Linked DNA regions of Xenopus laevis: region 1 is linked to region 2. Evidence: chromatin contacts called from public Hi-C data. All regions are on one chromosome and are shown on one strand. The core of a region is the stretch at or near the end of the contact, and the rest is flanking DNA. Distances in the headings are between cores, read along the strand shown.

Region 1 (5,131 bases), core at 94-2,593, 65 kb after region 2:
CGGCTGCACTGTATTCCTGAGAGGCACATAGGAGGTTGTGCGCTCTTGCACCCCTCTGCACTCATGTCCACATAAACGACTCATGCTACATTCAGTGTTGGACTGGGGCGCCAGGGGGACACCAGAAAACCACAGACTCACTCTCCTACCAATTTATCCTGCTGTCTCAGCTACCATTCTTTATTCTCCCAGTCTCTTCTCTTCCTCCCTCCATTCTCCTTATTGTTCTCACCATCATGGCCATGACACAAGCATACGTGGCCCAGTGGTTAATATGGCACTTTGGATGCCAGTAAAGATGCCAGTGGGCCAGGCTAACGCCGACTGTGTAGTCACTCATTCTGTAGGCTGGGGAAGGGGAAACACATTTCCCTGCATAACATAAAACTTTTGAGGTATGGTGGGCCCTGTGATCCCAGATCTATCCTCAGATTAATTCTGAATGTGCCCAATAACAGGAGCATAGGAAGCGACCCATAATAACAAAGAAAATCTGGACTCCCAACAGTGAGTAGTGGGGGAACTCTATATAAAAATATGAACAGCACGAAATGCATAAGGCTATTTACTCTGCTACTGCTGTTCAGCCTGGTGCAATGTGAATTATTCCTGTTTTCCTGCCATATAAAGGGCTCGGCTGTGATTGTGTGCAGAGTATTATAGAACATATATATATGTGTATGTATAAAGCATCATGCTGTAACACAGCTCTGTACAAGGGCAGGAGAGTGGCAATAAGCTGTGACACAATAGGGGCTGTGCAGCAAACAATCCTGCTGGGTTGTCACATGTTGAGAGTTGTAGTTGTACAGCTGCCCACAGTCACACTTCCCCATCTACACTGGCATGTCCATTGAACCGAACCGTGTCCTTTATTTAATCCTATGTCTGACAGTAGGACTACAACTCCCAGAAGCCTCTGATAGATCGAGGTGTGTCTCCCCCCACCATAACAGTCAATGGGATCCTGAGATCCCCGGGGAGGTGCTGACTCCTCTCTTACCTTCTGACAGCTCGAGCTCCAGTTCCGCCAGCTGCTCTCTCACCTCCTTCGGGAGGGCGGACAGGTCGAAAGCTCTCTCCGCCATGGAGCCGTCGGTAACAGCGGATAATAAAGCAACGGGGATTGAATCACCCAGGTCTCAACTCATCGCTCTTCCCACGGCCGCCATGCCAGGCCCAGCCTCATGTCACATGACCACAGGCACACGCATAGACATCTGGGCTGCCTGAGCAGCGACAGGGACTAAGTCTCTCGACCCCTACTGGACACTGTGCGTACTGCAGCTCTCAGCCCCGGCTGGTTTGTGGGACTTCATCTTAAGAATTGGAGTGACACCTGTCGGACAGGACGGGAACTGCATCGCTATAATGTGTGGGGAGGAAATGTTTGCAAATTTGCACCAGTTCCGTAACCCATGGCAACCAGTCAGCTATATGTTTTATGATCCAGCCTTTTGACTCGACAGGGCATTCATCCCCAGAGAACTTGGCTCCGTTTTAGCAACAGCATCATTTTGAATATATTTGGATTAATCTCCTATGGTTGTACCAATGGAAAGCAGACACAACCAATCACATATTAGGGGATTCCTGGACCATAATCCTTTACTCCTAGGTCTCTCTGTTCTACCCAGGTACTTAAAGGACCAGTTACACCAAAAAATGAAAGTGTCCTAAAGTACTGAATATTTAGGGGGTTATTTGCTAAATTCTGAATGCAAAAATCACGTGATTTTTTTTTTTAATAAAATCTGACTTTTAAAAAATCATGAATTTTTCGGAATTTAGTAAACCCCGAGGATGGAAAAGTCAGAAAATCTCAGACCTGCAGAGGTTGCATATAAGTCAATGGGAGAAGTCCCAATGATTTTTTCATGTGCACTGGGTTTTCGGGCAGTACCGTGAAGTTTTTGGGTGAAAATTACAGAAAAAAATTGTGAAAATCGGATGAAAAAGTCTGAAAAATTTGTGAAAATTAGATTTTTTTCCCGCAAAGCAAATTCTCTGGAAAATGTAATAATTAATAAGCGTGAAAAACCCCGAACGGATTTGATCGGAGTTTGAAGCAGAAAATGTTGAGATAAATTCGGACTTTTATAAATAACCCCCTTAATGTAGTGTTGCCCGAAAACTCAGGGTTTGATAAATCCTGAAAAATTTGTGATTTTTAAAAAATCCGATTTTATAAAAACAATTCACAAATTTTTCGTGATTTTGTGAGTTTAGTAAATAACTCCCATGATGTAGTATTGCCAGAAAACTCCGATTTTTGGGCAAAAACTCAGAAAACTTCGGGGTATTACATGAAACCCAGAGCACATCAAAAAATCATTGGGACGTCTCCCATTGACTTATATGCAACCTCGACAGGTCTGAGATGCCGGATTTTATGATTCAGACTTTTCCATCCTACTGGTTTAATAAATTCCGAAAAATTCATTGTTTTTTACGAATCCGATTTGATAAAAAACAAATCACAAATTTTTCGTGACTTTTGCATTTGGAGTTTAGTAAATAACACCCATAATGTAGTGTTGCCCAAAAACCAAGATTTTTGGCCGGAAACTTCGAGGTATTGCACAAAACCCAGCGCACATTATAAAAATCATTGGGACTTCTCCTATTGACTTATATGCAACTTCGACAGGTCTGAGATGCGGGATTTTATGATTTAGACTTTTCCATCCTCCTGGTTTAATAAATTCCGAAAAATCTGCATTCACCCAATTTTCTGCAGTTTTTTATTATATTATCACCAAAAACAATATCAACGTTTCGGGGGGGGGGGAGAGGTTTCACCAGTACATTATATTGTCTTTCCTTTAATATGCTTCCATTGTTTGGTATTATTTTTCCTTTAAGGCACAAATAACATGAGTTTGTTGAGCACCTGCTGTGAATATAAGCACTATCCTTGAACCAGTGCTGCTCTTTCCCAGGACCATACACATTTGCACTATAGTAACATCAGAGGGAGAAACAGTACAGAAACAGTAAAGTAACACTGAAAATATTATTGTACTGTGCAAATGATCCTAGACAGCCCCAAAGGACCACTGGGAACTCATAAAAGGCTTTTTCACCCACCTCCAAACACTTTTTTCAGTTCAGTTGTTTTCAGATTGTTCACCAGAAATAAAGATTTTTTTTTTTTTTATCAATTGCTTTCCATTTTTTATTTTCTACTGTTTTTCTAAATGTGAAGTTTAAAGTTGAATTTTCCTGTCTCTGATTTTTCAGTCTGGCAACTCAGTAATTCAGGTGCAGACTCTGTACTGTGACAATTTGCTACATTAGTTGATACATTTCTCAGCAGCATCTGTGCAATATTAGCAACTATTGTATCAGTTCTAACAGCTGCCTTTAATGAAACTCAGGGATTCTGCTCAGCAGGGACAAAGATAAGAAATGTATCAACTAAATGTATCAATTTAGAATAGTTTACAGTGACCCCCCAGCTGATTCAGAACTGAAAAAAGTGTTGGAGGGTGAAGAACCCTTTTAAAGTTGGCTTTGCAGCACTCAGAAGAAACAGATCTTAGGTCCATGTGCTTTTCAGCGAGGATCAGCACCCCATCCAATGAAGTGCACTTTCCATGTCCTGTATGGGCGCTTTAATGTGCCTTAGAATATAGATTGCATATTTGTGCAATTTATGTTTGCATTTGGGCTTGCTCATGGAAAGTGTAGAGGGAAGATAGAGTCCTTGATGTAGCTGTAAAGCAGACTAAGGCGTTTATTTACTAAAGAGAGATAATGACTTGTGCCAGAAAAATTGATGATTTCCTAAACTGCACCTGTACAGCAAGCCTTGTACTTGGCCAAGGAGACATTCCTCACTGCAGTTTCATTCCCAATAGGCCTAAACAAGGCAAGAGTCTTGACCTGCTTGGGTTTCACATGACTTCTATAGCATAATTTATAAACACAAGCTGCAAAGTGCCAGTGCAGCCATCCTGCACCTACTGTATCATACACAATGGCCCCTACTGTATCATATGCAAGTGCCCCTACTGCATCGTACGCAAGTGCCCCTACTGTATCGTACACGAGTGCCCCTACTGTATCGTACGCAAGTGCCCCTACTGTATCGTACGCGAGTGCCCCTACTGTATCGTACGCAAGTGCCCCTACTGTATCAAACACAAGTGCCCCTACTGTATCATACGCAAGTGCCCCTACTGTATCGTACACGAGTGCCCCTACTGTATCATACGCAAGTGCCCCTACTGTATCGTACACGAGTGCCCCTACTGTATCGTACACGAGTGCCCCTACTGTATCATATGCAAGTGCCCCTACTGATGCTGGGGAAGCATGGAGCTACCACAATCCTCAATGTAGCAATAATTCCAGGTTCCCACAGCAGGCTTGTGCAAAAGCAGTGTGATGCAATGCCCAAAAGTGTTACCCTCAATTTGTTTTGCAAACCTGCATGTGTATTGTGTTCATTTCAGTGCATCAGAATCAGCTGCAGGGAGAACAACTCTCAGTAGCTGCAGTTATAATGGAATTCTTGGCAATGCACAATGATGGGTATAAACAAAGAAAGTCAGCTTGCATCTGAACATTGCACTTTGCACAATACGTAGAGTTTAGAACTCTTCCAGCATCTCTCCCACCTACAGAGAACCTTTGCAACATCCTCAGGCAACCAATATTGGGAAAGGATTGCAGCTAGAGAAACATCTGCCAAAAACATAGCAGCCCCAGGGACCCCGACCCCAGCACTCACTGGCTGGCAGGAGGTGTAAGTGAATTAATATTGTGTGGAGGGCACACTATTGGTGCAAAAGCTAACTATGCATGTACACAGGCAACTATTGGCTATTACCCTTCTCTGTGACATCATTTGGGTGTAGCATTCCAGTCATCAAGAGACTATATAAGCCTGGCTAACTACTACCTGCGCTTGGTCACTAATGATTTGATCCTTCAGACACTCATGCCTGTTCCTGGATTTCCTAGTTCCGACCCCTGCTTAGTTAGTTGCTCCCCGACACTTGTTCTGACCTCTGGCCTGTATATTTGACTCTGGCTGCCACCTGCTGCGACCCCTGCCCTGTATATTTGACTCTGCCTCTGTTTGCCCTGACCTCTGACCTTTTGGATCCAGTATACTATCTAA
Region 2 (5,599 bases), core at 308-2,807:
CAGCACAGACTAGAATTGGGGCAATTCTCTCCCTTAGGAGACAGATAAAATAAAAAACATAAAACATGACATTAAAAGTCATTCTCCTATAATTTCAATACATTAATTTACCTTCAAGCCTATCATACCATCCAGCCCCACAATATGGGAAGCAGTAGCTAAGAGAGAACCCCAATATGGAGCCCACACTAAGGAAGACTGGGACATAATTGAGGACACAATACAAACATGCTGCTCTGTACGCTGATCTTATATTGTTGGCCAGAGATTCTTAAGCTTTCGGTCGGTACCCCAAAAAAGGACTCCTGGCTGTTTAGGTTGGGTTTCAATGAACCTCTTTAATAACCTAAAATGTCTCCCTATAGAGCAAAATTGCAAGTAAACCTGGTTCTATATCAATTTTCAGAGGAATAAGCTGATTCTGCAACGTTCACAAGGAAAGGGACTTTCCAAGTTATTTTTACATTTCTAATCCTAAAATATAGCACTACATAACTATCCAAAAAAACTGAAAAAAAAAGTAATATTTGCTTCTGGAAAGTGCTGATGCACACAGAAAATCCAGACAGGATCAAATCTTGTTTCCTTGTAGGTCAGACAAGGACGTATGAAAGAGGTGGAACAGATTTTTTTTTTTTTAAACAAGAGAAAAGAATTAGCCATGCATGAATTACATGAAGGACAATTCAGGTCAGTGATTTCCAAGGGTACTACAGGGATAAAAACATGGCCCCTCAGGGTTACTCAACTGGGTAAAGATGCCCAGCCCCAGGCTTGTTTTCCATGACAAACTAAAAACTAAAATGTGTTAAAAATATTGGGGATGGACTTATGATTAGAAAAACAATGGCTGGCATTCCAAAACCTATAAAAGTATATGTATGTATATATGTACAGAAAAATAAGAATAATATTTTTTTGTGAAATGAAATACAGGTATGGGACCTGGGGTTTCCAGATAATGGATCTTTCCATAATTTGGATCTATATACCTTAAATCTACTAGAAAATCCTGTAAACATGAATTAAACCCAATAGGTTGGTTTTACTTCCAATAAGGATTAATTATATCTTAGTTTGGATCAAGTACAAGGTACGGTTTTATTACAGAGAAAATGAGTCTATGGGAGACTGACTTTCTATAATTCAGAGCTTTCTAGATAAACGGTTTCTGGATAATGGATCTCATACCTGTACTGGTGAAGATTTTAATACTGGGGTTATTTTATGCTTAGCCATTATTACACCAGAAAGTCTTCTAAACCTTTGCAATGCTACCCTAATTCAGCTCTTAATCTTGAATGAAAGTGCACTTTGCTTTTATTTATATTTATTATTGTCTTGACCTGTTTGTTCTATTGATGTATTGTTCTGCTAATTATAAAAAATTTACATACAACAAAAAGGCTTTATGTCCACACTCTTCTTTATTGTCCATTGCAGCACACAGATAGATCACTAGGTGGCAGAATGACGATGTATTGTCTCGGTTAGGAATATCAGTCAATGGATGTTTAACCGGAATGCACTCATTGCAGATAGAGTAAGAATACCACATAAGGGAGGGCACATTCATTTACATATAGCCTCTAGTCAACCAACCTCCACCCTCTCCTGCTTTATAGCTATGAGAGATGAGTGCCTGTGAAATAGTCTAACAGTAACACACACACTAGCTTGAGCTCGTGCTCTTCCTTAAAGAATCGTTTCATTAGTCAGATACAGGGGCTTGAAAGTTTGCAAGGGTAAGCAATTAAAGTTTGGCAATTAAATATTTTATGTTGCTGTGTTTTCCTTCTATTTACTGTAGATTCTAATTTACAATATTTAGCCAATGTTTATTTATTTCTCTGTCATAGTGGGGAGATAATCTGCCATATACTGAGAAGTACACAGCCTTTACTCAGTAAAGGCTTTGAACAGGCATCCACACAATGCAGCCCCAGGCAAGGATAGGTGATAGGCTCTGGGGAAGGAAAGGCAGTTCATGGCAAGAAATGATGGCAGCAGTGCAAGGCACACAGAGGAGATGCTAAGCAGACTAATGTGCAGTTCAGTTCCAAGCCAGGCTCTCTAGGCATTTGTAAAGCTATTTAAATGCAACTGTCTGCACAGAGACTCCATCTGCTTGTGTTCAGAGAAATGTCTCCCAAATGCAACTGCCTGCGCAGAGAATCCATCTGTTTGTGCTCAGAGAAATGTCTCCCAAATACAACTGCTTGCACAGAGACTCCATCTGCTTGTGTTCAGAGAAATGTCTCCCAAATACAACTGCTTGCACAGAGACTCCATCTGCTTGTGCTCAGAGAAATGTCTTCCAAATGCAACTGCCTGCACAGAGAATCCATTGATTATGTTGAAAAACATGTCTCCTAAATGTAACTACCTGTATAAGAGAGGAGATTAGTGGAAGGCCACCAGGGTAGCCGCTGAGTAGGGTTGCCACCTGGCCAGTATTTTACCGGCTTGACCGGTAAAAATGATGGTTGATCCCAATGTTATTAATAGGGAAAAAAGATAAATATAGAGGAAGGCCGCTATTTTTTTCCAGAAAAGGTGGCAACCCTACCCCTGAGATATCAGTTGTGATGTCATATTGTTGTCTGTGATGTGATATTATATCAGCCTCAGAAATTGGGTGTGTTATTCTAGTTTCAGGGTTAGCTCTAGTCCTTCATGAGGTACTGGAAGGCGGGCGAGTAACAAGGTTTCAGTGCCAATTCCTTGGCAGGTTCATAACCTGTGATCCAGAGAGCTGTAGGGTGCTATTTGTTCCACTTCTGGTACATTTTCTTGTTTGCCCCAGGCTTCAGGGCATCAAGATAGCTACATAATCCCAGGTTGTGCATTTAATTGAACCACAATCCACATACAGGCATGGGATCCATTACGCGGAAACTCATTAACCAGAAAGTGGCACATTATGGGAAGGTCGCCTTCATTTCACCCAAATAATCCACTTTTTCTCTCCATTTGCTCTGCAATAATAAAACAGTATCTTGTACTTAATCCAAAGGAAGATATAAATAATCCTTATTGGAGTCAAAATGGTCCTTTTGGGTTTATTTAATGTTTAAATTATTTTTGAATAGCCATAAAGTATGGAGATAGATATTAGGGAAAGATCCCTTATCTGGAAAACCCCAGGTCCCAAGCATTCTGGATAACAGGTCCCATACCTGTATTACAATTTACAAAACCTAAGTAAGCTCTGACAAACATTTACCAGTTAGTATGAGAGTGATGTAAGATTCTTACTTTCCCTTGAATGCTGCTGAGCTGTGCATGGCTGTGCAAGCCTTCCTTCTAGCCATGTATCTGTTTATTTTTGTGTACACAAGACAATAGCCTCAGCCACAGCCAGATACAACCTATCATGTAGAGTTGGAACACACAGCACATCTCATACAGTTGGTATAAATGAGAACTAAAAACGTTGCTTCTACACATAAATCATTTCTCCACAGCCATACTTATATAGGCTTGGATGTGACCCAAATCATTCTTTTTACTTCTTTTTTTGCCTTAATTAAAAAACTCTGAGCCGTGTCAAGGGAACAATCATTCTACAGATGTTTTCTTCAGGAATAGAAAACCCATTCTCAGGGTTAACTGCCCCCTTCCCTCACTCCCTGCGGGAGGTTCACGAAGAGGAGAAAAAGCTCTCCAAAGTATAAAAGCTCAGCCAAGTTCTAGTTCTGCCTCATTCTCTTGAACGGGAATAGCCTTTATACTAGCAAAGACATGGAAATGTTGTATCAATTAGACTGTGTCTGCCAATCCTCACAAGTCTACTCCTGGATCCCCAGATCCCTATTTTTCCTACAGAGGTCAGGTTTTCTCCCCCCAAAGACTATTCCCTCTCTATTGATCGACAGCATGCTCTCACTCCCCCCCCAGCACAGTTCTATGACCCGTTTAATATTCCCAGGGAGACTGCTCAGCTCTACTGCTATAGTCAGAGACTTTGCCCATTAGGCTTGCAGTGAAACAGACTGGCTATTGCAGAACTGCCACTAATGTGCCAGTGCATGGATTAATAATATTAATGATGTTAAACAAGCAACATATCAGCAAGATTCTTCCATTATCCAGCTTCCCACTGATCAATCCCTGGAGTATGGATGAAGATTTGAAGATGGCCACCTCCACAGTATAAATAAGGGGCATGTTGTAGAAGACATAGAAGTTCTACTTCTGTCACATTCCCTGCTTAATAAATATTTTATTTGATGACCCCCTCAACTAGTTTTGCACAGACCAGAGATTGCTCTTCAAGGCATAAATATAGACACAATTCTACCTGAACTGCACTGTGTCATAACATACCTTCTTACTTCTTACTGTGACCAGAATGGGCACCTAGTGCCCCACCATATTACCAGAGAATAACTGTGCCTGTCTTTTAAAGTTACCACTATGAAAGAATGCTGGCAGCTTCCCAATGTAATCTGGAAACATTTACAATAAAACTGCATCTTTGGACTCTCAATATTTCCTTTGGTACTTGGCCATTACTACCCACAATTATAAAACATTCATAACTTTATAAGATATTTCAGCAAAAATAGTTTCCTATATGTTTCCTTATTTCTTCCTTCATTAACTTTCCTTTGTTCCTTCCTCCTCTGCTCATTTCTCCCACAACCACATTCCCTTCCCAGAGACTATTATCACACTGTTACTATAGACACCATCTCTCCCTACTATACCTGCTATCCCACAGTCACTGTCCCTTCCCAGAGACTATTATCCCACTGTTATTAGGCACCATCTCTCCCTACTATACCGGCTAATACCACAACCAAAGTCACTTCTCAGAGACTATTATCCCACTGTTACTATAGGCACCATCTCTCCCTACTATACCTGCTATCCCATAGCCACAGTCCCTTCCTAGAGGTTATTATCCCACTGCTACTATAGGCACCGTCTCTCCCTATTATACCTACTATCCCACAACCACATTCCCTTCCCAGAGACTATTATCCCACTGTTACTATAGACATCATCTCTCCCTACTATACCTGCTATCCCACAACCACAGTCCCTTCCCAGAGACTATTATCCCACTGCTACTATAGGCACCATCTCTCCCTACTATACCTGATATCCCACAGTCACAGTCCCTCCCCAGAGACTATTATCCCACTGTTACTATAGGCACCATCTCTCCCTACTATACCTGATATCCCACAGTCACACTCCCTTCCCAGAGACTATTATCCCACTGTTACTATAGGCACCATCTCTCCCTACTATACCTGATATCCCACAGTCACACTCCCTTCCCAGAGACTATTATCCCACTGTTACTATAGGCACCATCTCTTCCTACTATACCTGCTATCCCACAGTCACTGTCCCTTCCCAGAGACTATTATCCCTACTGATACTATAGGCACCATCTCTCCCTACTATACCTGATATCCCACAGCCACACTCCCTTCCCAGAGACTATTATCCCACTGTTATTAGGCACCATCTCTCCCTACTATACCAGCTAATACCACAGCCACAGTCCCTTCCTAAAGGTTATTATCCCCACAGTTACTATAGGCACCATCTCTCCCTTCTATACCTGCTATCCCACAGCCTC

Evidence for each region. A called contact is a pair of places that touch in the nucleus more often than the background predicts.
Region 1: a contact with region 2 is called in a Hi-C map of animal cap, with 8 times the contacts expected there. The contact joins the promoter of LOC108708617 here to the enhancer-like site in region 2. A contact is called at or near these places in 3 of 4 Hi-C or Micro-C datasets (the XL177 cell line, the XTC cell line and animal cap).

What each region holds. Positions count from the first base shown.
Region 1 is chr2L:151,065,125-151,070,255 of Xenopus_laevis_v10.1, forward strand. LOC108708617 (disco-interacting protein 2 homolog B) reads right to left here and starts at 1,344. Exons shown (of 38, transcript XM_041582566.1): 1 at 1,004-1,344. The coding sequence starts at 1,088.
Region 2 is chr2L:150,999,619-151,005,217 of Xenopus_laevis_v10.1, forward strand. All of the region lies in intron 2 of LOC108708617 (disco-interacting protein 2 homolog B), which reads right to left. Among protein-coding and RNA genes, the nearest start is that of LOC108708617, 64 kb to the right of the region's middle. Within about 2 kb of position 1,558, at least 3 of the 7 cell types and tissues checked have an H3K27ac peak or open chromatin away from gene starts, as enhancers often do.